Linked DNA regions of Zea mays: regions 2 and 3 are each linked to region 1. Evidence: chromatin contacts called from public Hi-C data. All regions are on one chromosome and are shown on one strand. Each heading gives the region's core, a stretch centred on a gene start, on an enhancer-like site or on the middle of the called end of the contact. The rest is flanking DNA. Distances are from core to core; before and after follow the strand shown. Region 1 holds the start of LOC100285218. Region 2 holds the start of LOC103636098 (WRKY transcription factor 22). Region 3 holds the start of LOC100384816 (putative cytochrome P450 superfamily protein).

What was found. A called contact is a pair of places that touch in the nucleus more often than the background predicts.
Region 2: a contact with region 1 is called in a Hi-C map of ear, with 2.8 times the contacts expected there. The contact joins the promoter of LOC103636098 here to the promoter of LOC100285218 in region 1. A contact is called at or near these places in 7 of 25 Hi-C or Micro-C datasets (ear, leaf, leaf mesophyll and 2 more).
Region 3: a Hi-C map of leaf shows a contact between it and region 1, with 4 times the contacts expected there. The contact joins the promoter of LOC100384816 here to the promoter of LOC100285218 in region 1. A contact is called at or near these places in 9 of 25 Hi-C or Micro-C datasets (bundle sheath, ear, leaf and 2 more).

The regions. Positions count from the first base shown.
Region 1 is chr8:149,277,826-149,282,952 of Zm-B73-REFERENCE-NAM-5.0, forward strand. LOC100285218 reads left to right here and starts at 3,038. Exons shown (of 11, transcript NM_001158112.2): 1 at 3,038-3,217; 2 at 3,307-3,823. The coding sequence starts at 3,162.
Region 2 is chr8:149,027,487-149,032,613 of Zm-B73-REFERENCE-NAM-5.0, forward strand. LOC103636098 (WRKY transcription factor 22) reads right to left here and starts at 2,420. Exons shown (of 3, transcript XM_008658464.3): 1 at 1,844-2,420; 2 at 1,548-1,673; 3 at 723-1,348. The coding sequence starts at 2,292. The coding sequence ends at 874. It overlaps LOC103636097 (protein SGT1 homolog), which reads left to right. Exons shown (of 10, transcript NM_001425482.1): 10 at 1-192. The coding sequence ends at 30.
Region 3 is chr8:149,424,672-149,429,798 of Zm-B73-REFERENCE-NAM-5.0, forward strand. It overlaps LOC100384816 (putative cytochrome P450 superfamily protein), which reads right to left and starts at 2,379. Exons shown (of 5, transcript NM_001177258.1): 1 at 1,990-2,379. The coding sequence starts at 2,305.

The sequences.
Region 1 (5,127 bases), core at 1,788-4,287:
ACTTCTCTTGTCATCCGAACGAGATGAAGACGCCAAGAACCAGCGATGAAGACAACGATGGACGTTGGGCAGTCACGAAGACGCTCCCCAAAAACCTAATTGCCGATCCCCCGTGCAAGGTCTCGAACGGCACCGGCTTCGGAGGCACCTGCCCTCTCGCTTCTCTGTGCGCGCAGAGTCACGAGATGGAAATACCCTCACTCGGCGGCTGGATTGTGAGACTAAAACTGTTTCTCGCGTGTACCGAGTGACAGGGGTGCTCCTCTATTTAACCTCTCGCAGAGGGAAGCTGAAGGAGAAAGGTCGCCGAGTCACGCCATGAGTCGGCAGCTGAAGGAGAAGGGTCACTCGGCTGGCTGACGAAGAGACAGGGTCACTCGGCTGACGTACGCCACGCCACACCACACCACGCCCGCCTTCCACGCCACGCCCGGTCGGCGGCGGCGGCGGCGCGCGCGCGTGTGGCACGCCCTTGTCCATTTCTTGACTTCTCAAGTTAAGTGGAATAAATCCCACCATATAAGTCAAGGCAAAAGACCCTTGGACTTCCAATGTGGTACTATTGGTATTCTCCACCATTACACACCATAGAGTTTATTCAATAAATGGGCCAAGCCCATAAAAGATCCAACAAGTAAAGCAGGCAAAGTGACAAAGAGTGTGCTGCTCGAGCCTTGAGCATGATTGCAGCGAATGTTTGATATAAAAGGATGAGGGCGACACAATTCAGCATAACTTTGCACAAGAGCCTTGAGCCTTGAGCAATGATAGAAGGAACCAGGAGAAAGCAATAGATAAATGGACAAAGAAAAAAAATTCAACCGCCACCTTTTTTACCTACAATAATTTAGTGACAAATAACTTTGCACAAGAATCCTTCTGTTTTCGCGTCGATGCGATCGCTCGTGTAATAGGATATGTTCTGCTTTCTTGCAGGAAATTTTATTAGAATCTGCAGGTTTATAAAAATACAAAGTCCAATACACCTTGGAGTGGCATTTCTTCTTTAGGTAACAGGTAATTAGGAATTCATGTTTTCGTCTGCACTAATGCAGCGAGCAACAGAACCACACCGGTGCCTAATAATGTTTTTTTTTACCGGGAAAACTGTAGGCGGAGCCCCATACAGCAGGAATTTTATTACCAAAATAAAAATAGAAAAGGAACGTTGTACACAAAGCGAAGAAAGCCAAGAGTATTCAGGAACTTCTCCTTCCAGGAGTTGAGAGAAGGGGATTCTTCTCTGAGGATTTTGCCATTTCTTTTTTTTTTCCAGATCTCCCATGAAAACAGTTTAGTCCTCTTTGTTCAGTATAAACAGTTTGAGTCCTCTTTGTGGCGAGGAACACAACAAAAACCATACGAGGAAAAGAAACACGATGTTTAGTATCTAGAAAACATTTTCCATGGTACTGCATAACTAATAAAAAACATCAGACTGTGAAATCAGCCGCACCCCTACAATTATGCAGCACGTCCTTTCCGTCAGATCACTGACTCACTGAAGAGCATATTTGTCACCAACAGAGATATTCCTTTCTGATGTGAACCAAGAAGAGCAGGGAGTATTTATCACTACATCGGGAGAGGAAAATGTTTTGATCCTAGATAGGAAGAAAAAGTAAAAGCCCAGTAGGTCACGCTTATTAACCGTTGTCTGTGCTAAATTCGCAGAAGCAATCACTGCCCGTTCCCAACTGGAGTGCTGGATTCGTTTAGGAAGTTATTCAGTCGCCACAAGTGTGACATCTTGAATTAGTGGCTTGCTTTTGTTATCATATATAGTGGACATCTAGAATTCTAGATACAAACAAATCCTCTCAAGCATAAGTTCACATTCCATTTCTTATAAAATGAAATTATATCCCATTTTCTCAACCTGTAAATAATACTCCCTCCGTCCTAAATTAAAATTCGTTTTAGGTAATTAGTGGATTCATACATTACTTAATGTATATGGTTTATATATGTGTCTATATTTATCACTATCTATTTGAATATAGACATTAAAATCAAGTGATAAAACGAATAGTATTTTGCGATAGAGGGAGTAAAAGCTAGGACTTCAAAGACCGTTTTCTGCGGAAGTTGTGTAGCGTGTGTTTAATTGTGAATATCTTACTTGGCCCATGTGGCCCACATAACTAGAGTTCACTAACAAGGCCCATGTGGCCCATTTCTCTCTTATTTGTACATATCCAATACAGAGTGATTATCTTGAGTTTCAGACAATACGTATATCCTTCACATTTGATTTTCCATTTAAGTTCAAAAGTATACTCAATTAGCAAGAGAGAATTAGTTGGTCTCCAAAACTTCATGGAATCCTACATGGCGTAAATATAAGATTCTAAACAACTACATTTTTACAAAACCATTTGAAATCCCAGATTTCTTTTTCTGAAATCTCAGAAGAAAAAATGTCTCACTAGATTTCGTGAATTTTAATAAATCATAATTTGAAGTGTTGATAGAGTATATATGATTCTTTTTTATAAATATTTTGAAATCTTTTATTGAATACTTCGCTACCAAATGAAATAAATCGAATATGAAGTTTTTAAATTTTGTCAAACAGTGCAACTTTGGTATACGGTGTATCTACATTCGATATTGTTTGTAAAATTTTAAAAATTTGAATATTAAAATCTATCAAATTAAAACAAATATTTGAGATACTAAATAACTTCAATAAAAATCTTATCAATATAAAACCTGTAGATCAGGTTGGCAGCATAACTTTGGTATTAACATATAAACATATTCAAGACCATTTACAATTAATAAATTAGAATTTTAAAATCTATAAATCTAAAGCATATATATGAGACTCTAAATAACTTTAAATTATTAAAAAATAGTTAAAAATTTATAAGCGGTATTGATAACTGTCCTGTCATCGTGTTGTCACAACTTTTATTTTCCCAAATGTTCTTTATTTTCTACTGTTGAATAATAGAAACTCATAGTGCAAACTCATAGTGCATCCACGAAAGCGTATTTGCTTATGGTCCACCTGTCAGCCTCTAGTGCTACCCTGTTCACAGACCACAGTCCCAATTCCCAAACTCAGATCCAAGCAAAGCAAACATCACGGCTCGTCGCAGTCGTCTTCCTCCCCACGCGAGGCCAGATCCAACCTGCCTCGGCCGACCACCGCCATGGCTCCCACGGTCCCTTCGGCGGCGAAGTCTGCCTCTCCTTCCCAACCTTCCGGGTTTTCCTCTGTCCCCCGCTCCGCCACCCGAAACCTCCCTCTTCCCGAACCCTAAACTAACTAGGCAATTGACGACTCTGTGAGTGCAGGAAGAGCGAGGTGGCAGATCTGAAGCAGCAGCTGCGGCAGCTGGCGGGGAGCCGCGCTCCCGATGCGGACGACCAGCGCCGTGATGTCTTCAAGAGGGTGATCTCCTGCATGACGGCCGGCATCGACGTGTCGGCCGCGTTCGGGGAGATGGTGCTCTGCTCCGCCACCTCCGACGTAGTAACCAAGAAGATGTGCTATCTCTATGTAGGCTCCCACGCGCGCGCGCACCCGGACCTAGCACTCCTGACCATCAACTTCCTCCAGCGGGACTGCCGTGATCAGGACCCCACCATTCGCGGCCTCGCGCTCCGCAGCCTCTGCTCCCTCCGTGTCCCCAACCTTGTCGAGTATCTCGTTACGCCACTCACGACCGGGCTGAAGGATCCTAGCGCCTACGTCCGGACGATCGCTGCTGTTGGTGCTGCCAAGTTGTATCACATATCTGCCACAGCTTGCATTGATGCTGACCTTCCGGCTTCGCTCAAGGCGCTCATGCTCTCCGATCCAGACGCACAGGTGAAGTACCCTGGCACGAACTGCTTGGTGAAGCTATGCAGTAATCGTATCACATTATTGCTAATATGTTTCAACGGCTGCTTCCTCAATAAAGAATCTGATATTAGCCATTACAACGAAACTCGTTCGCAAAATTGCCATCAGGCCCACATTTCATAGACGTAGATGGAACCACAATTCATAGACTCAGGGGTAATTATAGCAAGGAGGCAACATTTCAAGTGACAAAATTCTAATTATTTCTCTTAAGTCAATGGAAAACTGTTGATCTGTATTCTGTGGATTTAACATGTGAAAAAATAACCTTTTGCATTCTGTGGATTTAACATGGAGCTGGAAATATGTGTTTGATGCACACGGAGCGGAACCCAACTCTGGTTGAGTTTAGGCACTGCATGTTGAACTGATAAAATTGGGAGCACCACGTAGCTGTCTGGTTTACAGCTTGTTTGATTACATAGATGAATGAAAGTGGGCAAGTCGCTACTGTGGCTGCATATTCATGATTATTCCCTTAACAACAAAACTACTGCAATCTGCCTTTTTTTGGCTGTGTTGCAAGTTTCAGCCACCTACAGTTTTGTGGTTAATTGGTTATAAAGTATTAAGTAAACACCATTTTTCTTTTTGCCTTTTGCTTAGATTGTCTGATAACATCATTCAGTCTGAAAGTTCAACCTGTCTTGTATATAATCTGTTCTTTTAGTTTTGCATGACAATTTAACCTGCAATGTCATAAACTGTAATTGCATGGCAATTTAACCTGTGGTGTTTGTACAATACCTGCAAGTTGTCTAATATGAGTGTGAATTTGAAATTCACGGCTATTTGTTTCTATGTATAGCAGAAGCTATATATGCACGATACTTTTGAGTTTTCCTGATCAGCATCAAGTTTACAAATCCATCGTTATTCATTTCTGGAACATCAAAACTCAGTAGCTGAAATGATCTTATGTAGTTGTGTTTGTCGTGTGGCTTCGGTTAAAAGGCATTTCAGCTATGAACCAGCGAGGTATTTTATTATTCTGATCGATTGCAGTTGGTGCTTTGGTTTAACTGATTAATGATGGGTCCAATCCATTGTTGTCCATTTTTGGAACATCAAAACTCAGTTGCTTAAATGAGCTTATGTTTGTTATGTGGCTTCCATTAAAAGGTTGTTTTGTAAGTTCTGTGTTTCAGCTATGAGCCTGTAGGGGGTATTGTATTATTCTGAACGATTGCAGCTGGTGCTTTGGTTCAACTGATTAATGATTGGATGATATCTTGTTGAATACTGTGCTTTTCTGTGATAAGCTGATT
Region 2 (5,127 bases), core at 1,170-3,669, 250 kb before region 1:
GGTATGGAGCTCAAGAAGTGGGAAATTTGAAGTTTGGACTGCCCCTCTTGTAAATCCAGGTCTTGGAAGTTATGACCTAGTTCTGTCCACCCATTTGGTGTCGTAAGTTTGGTTAAGTGTGTGTGTGTTTTTGGTTCAGCTGTCGTTCGAGGAAAAGCTATTGTAAGTTGTGGACTGTGTAAAAGCTGCAATAGATTGTGGGTTGTGAAAAAGGTGTATGCTGTTTAATTTAAACAAGCATAAAACTTACACGTGTCTCTATTTTTTCATTTTCTTGAAACCTGCAATTGTTCTCTAGTTTCATTTCGCTATTTTAGAAAGTAGAAAACCAACAAAAAACAGGATCTGCAATAACTAAAAGTAGCTGCTTCTGACAAGCAGCTTCTGGTTTCTACTTTTTTATTTCTGGTTTTTACTTTTTGTTTACTGGCTTCAAAAGCAGCTTAACTAAAGCCTATGCGTTTGTAACCTTTCTGTCTAGCGTGTCTGAGTGCTTCCTCTATTGCAAATTGCAGTTACATCGCCCTACCTAGGGTAGGTTCGGTTTTATCTAAACCGGAGGGGATTGAATCCTAATCGAAAACCTCCGAGAGATCCGTCGTTCGCCAAAGTTGTTTTCAGTTTGCTACTCGTATTATCTTGTTATAGGCAACCGTATGTGTTGATTTTCACTGAACGTCAGTTTGATGGAATATACGTGAGGAATACTAACCACATGAACAGATACAAAATAAGCTATTTTAAGACTATTTACTTACATCTACCATATTCTACAAATAAACGTACCCAGCTGGTAATGCTCGCGCGTGCCTGGGTGCGCGCGCGTAGCAAAACAATCAGCCGCTATGTGTATGAACATGGGAGCATGTGGCGTTAAGGGCAAATTTTCTGCGGCCGCCGCCGTCCCAGTACACCATCTTCCTCTATGACGTGCTCGAAATCGAAGTCGCCGTCCACGGGCGCCAAGAGCTCGTCCAGGTCCATCTCCGCGGGCCAGAACTCGTCCTCGTCATCGACGGCCGCTATCTCCTCGCCGCCAAACTCGCCGGCCATTGTTGAATTCGAAGTCTCGTTGTTGCCAATGCCACGCTCTCGAAGGCCGGCCGCTTTCTCGACTGTCTGGCCCTGCTCGTGGCTACTGGGAGAGGAGGCCGCGCTGTGCAGCTCGGTGGCCGCGCCGGACGACGGCTTGTGGCGAGTGGTGCCCGCGAGCGCGTTGAGCTGCGCGGGCACGGGGTGGCAGTGCTCGGCCATGTACGTGACGATGAGCACCCCGGGCTTGGCTGGGCTGCGCTCCACCAGCTTCCGCGCCGTGCACCCCTTCATGCTGCTGCACTTGTAGTACCCCCTGCGGTCACAGATTCGAATCGCAACGGAGCATTATTAGTTCGGTGAGCCCTGCGGGTCAGCGCCTCAGCGGCCACAATGTCGACTGCAAGCACGCACTACTGCTGTCGAATTGTCTTGTGGCTGAATTATCAAAGCTCCTAACACTAGCAAGCACGCAGTATGGAAGGCGAGGTCAAAGTAAAAAACAACGTAGTTACCGCGGATAAGGCGAGCCCTTGATGGGCTTTTGGCCATACTTGCGCCACGCCCACGGGTCCGGCGACGACGAGCTGCCGTCGGCCACCGGCATCTCGCGCACCACCTTCTTCAGCTGGCTCTTCTTGCTGTCATATGTCATACGACAAGCAGGGAGGAAACGGAAAGCAATAAGCCATCGCACTTCATTCTTCTCTAACCAAATCATGCGCGCGCGCAAAACAAGTCTAAATAAAAAAAGGAATCTTGCATAAATGGAGCTGAGCGCACAGCATCGGTACGGCTACGGTTACGGTACCTTCTTTTCGGCCGCGGCGTGCGCGCGCCTGGCTTGCGGCGTGGCGACGATGCCCTCTGCTGCACCCCGGACGTGGATGCGGCCCCCGCGGGGAAAGAGATCATCACCTCACTCCCGTGGCCGCCGCCCCCCACGCGCGGCCTCGGCGACGGCCGCGCGACCGGCAGCAGGAACGGCTTGTGGTCCGAATCCAGGTACTCCAGGTCGCACAGGAGCGCCACGGGCGGCGGCGCCCGTTCCTGTCTCCGGGCAGACACCGCCGGCGTGGCACGCGCGCCGCCGGGCACCCGCTCCGGCGCCTCGTCTCCCCTCGGCGCCGCGGGTGCGGTGGCCGCGTCGGCGGGCTCCGGCGGCGGGCCCGCGTGCGCGACGCCGCCGCAGCTCCTGACGACCGCCTGCAGGTCCCAGTCGTTGAAGTGCTCCGCCATGCGCAGCAGCACGTCGCGCATGAAACCACGACCGGCTTCGACGAGGCGGAGGGAGGGACGCTGCTCCTGACCGTATGCGGGGGACTGGCGAGCAGGGGGTGGGGTGGGGTTGACTTTTGGAACTGGTAGTCCAGTAGGGCCCCACGGCCCCCAGCACGCGCGCATATATGCGCGTAGTATATATGTGTATTATCTACTATACGCGTGAGAGTATTTGGACGCGCAAACCCGGGGCAGTCCGCATTGACGCGGCACGGCGCGGGGGCTCAACCTCGTGCTCAAGTGCTCAACCCGAACTTGCGATAGGATGCGATGAGAAGTCAACCCGATGCAAGCGGTGGACACGGAGGCAGGCAGGCAGGCAGCGGCAGCCGGCAGGGACAAGCAAAAAAAAAAAAAAAAGATCACGCCCGGATTTGCATCCTTACCCCTCGGCGAGCGCATTTTAAAAAATTGTTGCGGCTGGTTTCTGGAAGCATGCTGCTGCTACAGTGTCGCCAAGTACACCTGTCAAAATGGGGGCGGTCCGGGGCCCTCGTCCGTCGTCGTCGTCGCCGCCCTTGGTAAGCTTTTTCGTGTCGTTCTTTTGACTCTGCTCCAAATGTCAAAAGGGAGGAGAGAGATAGAGCTGGGAACGGAAGATTCGAGCCCCCCTCCCACCCGTGCCATAAAAGAAGGCTGCAGGCCGACCGAGGCGTGGGAATAAACCGGGAATTATAATACGATGATGACGAAGAATCGTTTTTACAGTTGCATCCTCTTTTACTAATTCAATATATTTCTTTTTCAGTCCCCATGATTGGTCGCGCTTGACTGCAGGCGTCAGTTATTCTCGGTCCGATCTGATCCTGCGCGAATGTCAAAGGGCAGAGATCTGCACTGCTGCATGGATCCCGTAGTTTATGAGGCCCTTTTGGTTTTGGACACGAAAACGACGCGCGCGCCGGCCCGACGCCGGACGCTATAGTTGACAAAAAATATGAAGAATTGTCGTTCGAAAATTCATGTGTAGCGTGATTTAAACAAATTATGAAGAAATCTTATCGAGTTTTTTTATTTTTCCAATTTATTCAGCATTTCCAGTTGGTAAATCGACAAATTGAATACCGTTTTTAAATTTCAAATCTCAAACCGTTCAGGAATTGCGAAATTTGGCAAATTCCGAGCGGCTTCCTGATTTTTCGGTGATCACCGCGAAATAACTGAGAGTCTTTTAGTGAGCAGATCTGAAAGCATTTACACTGTGTTTATATCCTAATGTTCAATTATTTGATCTTGGAATTTCTCCTTTACAACATAATACTTAATGTCAATGTGTTTAGCAGTAGCACTTGACTTCTTGTTATAGAAGCAACATATTGTTGGTTTATTATCTCAGTATAGCTCCAGTTGTTTTCATATGTTGTCTACCACTTTTTAACTAGGTACAAACTTCTTAAGGCACATACCATGCCATGTTGCCCTATAAGATGCAATAAACTCGATATTACATTATGAATGATGTGGTGATAGTTTGTTTTGAGCTTTTCCATGATATAGCTCTTTCTCTGAGTGTGAATATGAAATCAATCATGAACTTTCTATCTTCTTCACACCATGTACAATCCAAATCTGAGTATCCTATAATATTAAGGCTAGTTAATTTTATGTATGTTAACATGAGACTGTTTATGCCTTGCAAATACTGTAAGACTTTCTTAACATTTTTCTAGTGTTCTATCACTAGATTCTTATGAAAACTGCCAGATATTCTGGTGGTTATGAACGAGAACATACTTGAGCATATATTATGCTTTCGATAATTAAAGCATACAAAACTGGTTTCATTTGATCAATCTCGTATTGCTTCCTAAGGCCTTGATTACTCCCCAACTTATCTCCCTTGTCTACTAGAATGCTGCTTGATGAGATTCCTTAATAGTTAGGGCCTATTTGGTAGGGCTTCGACTTTTTTAAAAATGACTCTGGCTTGCAGCTCCTCCACACGAGCCAATGCTTTTTTAATAAATTGTTTAGCAAAACGAGTCCTCTTGTATTTTTATTTGATATATAAGGTAAATATCCATAGTGCAATGTGTAGCCATTTGCACGGATACCTTATGTGTGTACTTACAAATAATAGTTGAACAATTTATGGCCATGACAAATTATAAAGACTGATGACCAAATAGCCTGGCTGAGATCGGGAGCGAAGCTAGCAACAAAATTCCACCAAAGCAACATGTAAATATCTCATATCATATACAGTAAATATTAACCAATTTACTAATAAAATTTGTATGTACCGGATTAGGGATGATAATGAATCGCGATCTAAATGTTTCTTCATAATTTATTAGGATCCTATATTATTTTTAGTTTAAATATGAATAAAAATATAGTATGATTCTAATCTGATACTTACATTTTACGGTGTAAAATTTAGAACGTATTGTCACCCTAACCGTTGTGCCTGCGCACCAGGTAACCATAACCCGGCGTCGCCCCGGGCTGAGACATGGGGGCGAAGGCCGGTGAGGGGCCACGGCGGTGGGTGGAGACTGGAGATGCAATGACGGGGTGCAAGCCAGTGATGTCGGGCGGCGAGCGCTGGACGGGGAGTGGGAAAGGGGCAGTGGGACAGAGACAAGACTGGGAGCGGAGGGAAGGAGCTGGTCGGAGCCAATATTTTGTGGCTTTGGCTTCTCCCCCAAAAGTATCATGTCGCTTAAGTGTTCTTTGTTGAGAGCTATTTTTTCGGAAGGAGGGCTCCTGCTGATGCCAAATAGGGTGTTAACGAGGAACAAGAGGCATCTATTTCAGACCAAACATTATTGTGGGTCTGCTGGTAACATGAGGATCAACAAGTTAACAGAG
Region 3 (5,127 bases), core at 1,129-3,628, 150 kb after region 1:
CCTGGCCGCTCAGAGACGGAAACGAATCACGTTTCCCGCGGGCCTGGCTCGTAGCGTTCCGCTGCATCTCTCAGGCCAAATCAGCACACCTAGCCACCAACCAAACAAATGTACTTGGATATGTAGATGCAGTAGATGCATGTGCGGACAACCAAACAACCGCAAAGTACAAAGCTGCTGCATATGGGGATACATGCGCCCGCTCAGACAGTCTACCAATCATGCCCTAAGTGAGTGGAGAAGAAACTACTGAGTTAACAATCTGTAGCCTTGATGCATGGGTCAGAAAATTAGAGGTTGCAGCAAGTTTCCTCTCTATTTTGCTCATGATGGGTCCACAATGTTCAACTATAGGCTTTGTTGTACCCAAAAAAAACCTCGATCTGAAGGGGTAAGAGGCAGTCGGGGGCCGGACCTTAGACTTGTACTTTGACGTGGGGCAAACAAGAGGATTTTTTTACCCCAATCTGAAATTTGCTCCTAAGGGGAGTCAAACTTAGGACCTAAGAAGTGCTACTCAGACTACCTAACTAACTCAGCTAGAGACCCTTTCGCTCTTTGTTGTACTATGTACTCAAGGGTAATCCAAGATATGTGAAGGGTGGAGATTAAATTTTGCAGCCAAAAACTCCTGCAAGCAGCTGGGCATTCGCCAATGAAATGTCCAAAGAAACCAAACAAGACTTTTGATTCTTAAACCAGTAGACAGAGAATGATTCCACTAAGCCTGATGGGGTGAAAAGTTCTCTTTGTAAAGCTCTCATGATTATAATAGTGTTGCCAGCATATTGTACAATAGGAAACTGATCTAGCTCATCAGTTGGAATGGGCAACTCAAAAAGGCTTTGCTGATAAGCTTTGTTGACAATGCACTGAAGCAAATCCGCAGCAAGCACAAAGAGAAGGGGAGACAGGGGGTCACCTTGTGACCTTGTCTGACTCCACGACAACAGTGGAAATGACTGCCAGGAACCCCGTTCAAAAGGATTGACGATGAACCAGTAGCAAGAATCCTCTCAATCCATACAATGCAAGTTTCAGAAAACCGCAGGCTCTTCATCATTAGCAAGATTCTAATGTGCTCAATTGAAGCGGGGGATGTAACTGGATAATTGTGTTAATTTTTTCATCCATCAGCATACAATCATACTTGTTGCATGTGATTGGACAATTGTATTGTTAAAGCTATAAAAGGTACCCAAGCTAATTTTGAACCAAACATTACGAACTTCTGTTTCAACTCCTGTATAATCTTACCCCGTGTACTTCTGAGCTAGTGCTAGGAATATAGGCCGGGCTTTTCGGGCCAGCACGAGCACGGCCCGAAAATAGGAGCCCAAAGCACGGCCCGATACGAAATAATATGGGCCGGGCTAGCACGCCCCGAAGACAGGCTTGGGTCGGGCCTCAATTTCCGACCCGTCGGGCCCCCGACACGGCCCACATACATGGACCGGGCTTGGGCCAACACGGCCCAATTAAGCCCAATCTGTTTAATTTCTTTAATTTAGTAAGATATCGACTTTATATTGTTGTTATATTTAGAGTTTATGTGGTCAAATGATGCTAAAATTATTTAATATCTTTAATTTAGTAAACTATGAACTTTATATGGTTGTAATATTTTGATTTTATGTGGTCAAATATACGGCCCGGGCTTGGGCCGGTACGGCCCAAAGAAGGCACGACGTGGTTTAGGGCCGGGCTGGGCCACTGTTTACACTTCAGTCTGGCACGGCACGGCCAAAAAATCTTTTGGGTTTTACTGGCCCGAACCCGTTTGGCACGAAGCACGATGGGCTTGGGCCGGGCTGGCCCGACCCAATTCCCAGCACTATTCTGAGCGTTCACGGAGTAAATATGATAAAAATAGCATGGAATAGGCTCATAAAATAAAAAAATATCGCAACAAATGATTTCCCTTCAATAATTTGAAACAGAAGGAATAAATTTTGGATGTTGGGAATGATCTGAACACAAAGAAATTACCATTCTCCTTCACCGCGTTGTGGAACATGGGTAGCACGCGTGGGATGATGTCGTGACTCCCAAGCGGCAGTGGCTTCGTGCGGGCTTCTCGGTTGAGCCGAGCGTTCTCCCTCACGTCGCCGGTGAGGAGGCGGTACCTGGTGCCCTTGAGGCCCTGGGCCCGTAGGGCTCTGTCTAGCCGCCGTGGCGTCCACCACGCCCACTCAAGCGTCCAGGCCGCTAGCCACACCAGCACCACGGCGGCCGTCGCCGCGCCTGCACGGGCCCACGGAGAGGCCTCCCATAGCAGGTGCAGGAGCAGAGGTAGAGTCGCCATTGGCTTTGGCTTCTTGGTGCACCTAGTGAACGTCAAGCAAAGCAAGTCTCTGCGGCAGAGCTATTGAGCTAGAGTATCCTCTTGATTTCCTTTCCATGGAAAAGTCAAAGTAAGACATCCAGCTCAGCGTGTATATAGACAACAGTATAGACTGCGATGTTTACTAAATGTAGTTTATAGAAGTGAGATAAGCGACTTATTCGGCAATGTAGTCTAGTTCATATTTGCAGCCATAGTGGTTGCCGCGGTGCTAAAAATTGAGGCCAGCTGAACAACTTAAAGAATAGAATAGAAAGACTGCCGGAGATAATCTAACTATCTAACCCTCTTAACTTTAGATAGCAATTTATTTTACCCCTTCACCTATAAAACCAATTGTTTAACCCTTCAACTCTAGAAAATCGGACAAATAACACACTGGACCGTTTCAGTGAGCAGTTTTGATGATGTGGCATTGCAACAAGGACACTAATTTTATCTATTCCAGTTATGTGATCTAGCAGTATCAAAAAATATATAATTCTGCACACAAGTTATTAATCAGGTATTTTATTTTCCCTAATTTGTTTTGGAGTTTTAAGATTAACATATTAATTACTAAAAATAAAAAACTACATGAAAAAGTTAATCTTTTTTATCTCAGATTCATTTCTTATACGCTAAACCTTTTACTATATGTAACTAATACAATTACTAAACTACTAAAATTTTGATTGATTTTATTAAGCAATTTAAGTGGCCTTTCTTTTGATTGCTAAATAAATCAATTTTACGTTTGTTTTTTAACACTTAGCAAATAGTAATAAAAACATCTCAAACTTTTACACAACCCTCGTCTTCTAAATTAACTTATACAAATACTTCTAAAATTTCTAAAGACTTTAAATATGGAGCCATAACTTACACAAATATTTCTAAGGACTTATATGATTCCACATTTAAAGTCCTCGGGAAATTCTGAAAAATATTTGTATAAGTTATTTGAGCTGAGAGGATGGTTAAGGAAAAACCAGATATTGTTTATTATTGTTTGGTAAGTGTTTTAAAAAATAAATGTAAAATTGATTTAGTTAATGATCGATAAAAGGCCATTTAAATTGCATAATAAAATCAACCAAAATTTAATAGTTTAGTAATTGTATTAGTTACCTCGTTTCGTAATTAAACTGCTACTCCTAAAATTCTATAAAAAATAGTGCATATATAATATCTAACTACCAACTTGTGTGTAAAATTATATAAACTTTGTATAATGACATTTTACGGAACTGAAATAGATAAAACTAGTGCCATAGATGTCATGTCAGCAGCCAACACACCACTAGTAGCATCTACAACCACGCCGCTTAGGGGTTATTTTCTTGGTTTTGTAAAGTTGAGTAGGGTTAAACAACTAGTTTTGAAGATAAGAGGATGAAGTAGACTATTTTCTAAAAGTGGGGGGATTATGTAGACTTTTTCTGTTTTTATAAAGATAGAAGATAAAAAAAATGGGATGCATATATCTATTTTATTTCAGTCATAGTGGGTCGATCGTCACTTGATTTTTCCCCATAGATCTAAAATAGGGACTTATGACCAAATCTCTCTCCATCTTATATTCTTTCTTCATTATTCACTCGCACGAACATATAAGTAGTGACCCCAAATCTCCAATGCACCACTCGTCCTTCAACCTCTACCTCTCCACTCGGTTTTCAACCACTCCTAGGTCTTAGATCTAGGGTTCGAAAATATGTTTGAATCTCGTAATCCTACTAGAGCTCTGCGAAGCTGCTTATAAACCTCGAGCGAGCCAAGCTAGTTTTTAAACTCGTTGGTACAGCGAACCAGCTCGAGTTAGCTCGTTTCGGCTCGTGGGCTATGCAAATTAATTAATCTTTAGAATAATGATGGATATTAAATTATTTTGTAGATATTTAGCTTGTTTCTTAGCCTTTGATAATGGATATATGATAATTCATAATTTAGATTACTTGTAATGTTGAATAATGATTCTATATTCCACATTTGCATACTATTAATTCACTATATAATGCAAAAATATGCATTAGGGTGCAGCTCACGAGTCGAGTCGAGCCTCATTCTTTAGCTTGTTGAGTGGACGAGCCAAGCCAATCTCGGACAGCCACCGAGCCGCACCGAGCTGAGCCGCGACTCTTTTCTTGCCCTACATGGATTTATTGTTATCCACTATAGTTAGGCCCTAAAGTCCATCAAATATGATTATTGCTCCTCATCGTCTTTATCTTCAACCAACTCCCACGTCGCCATAGCCTCCCATCTAGCTCTAACGATGCTATGTAATCACCATTGTTGACTCTATGGACACAGTCTAGCTATTACTGTCGTGTCCCATTCTCGTCTCATGTCGCCACTATCCATCACCACCTACAGGCTAGCCTTCTCCCTTGACAATCAATCCATCCAAATCCTCTAAGATTCATGTAAGCTCCAAAGTCCCTAGAATCCTAATCATAAAGTTACTAGAGTTAGAGATAAAGACTATGTGGTATACTTAGAATATTGTGGGGAACATATATTATGGATATCACATGACGCGGGTTAAGGATGAATAACAAACCTCTAATCACCTAGGCTCTCTCAATCCTCGACCACGAAGGGTTAGGGACTCGAGCATCTTCGTCTTGAGTTTTGGCTAACCTTTGCCTACATTCCGCCTTGCCCAACCCCTGACCATGAAGGGGTCAGGGACTCAGTCATCTCTGTCTTAAGCTCTTCCTGTCTCAACCCCGAGGGTGAGAACCCAGAGACTTCACCCGACCACCCGAGCGCGGGATTCCCATGCTCATACCGACTCA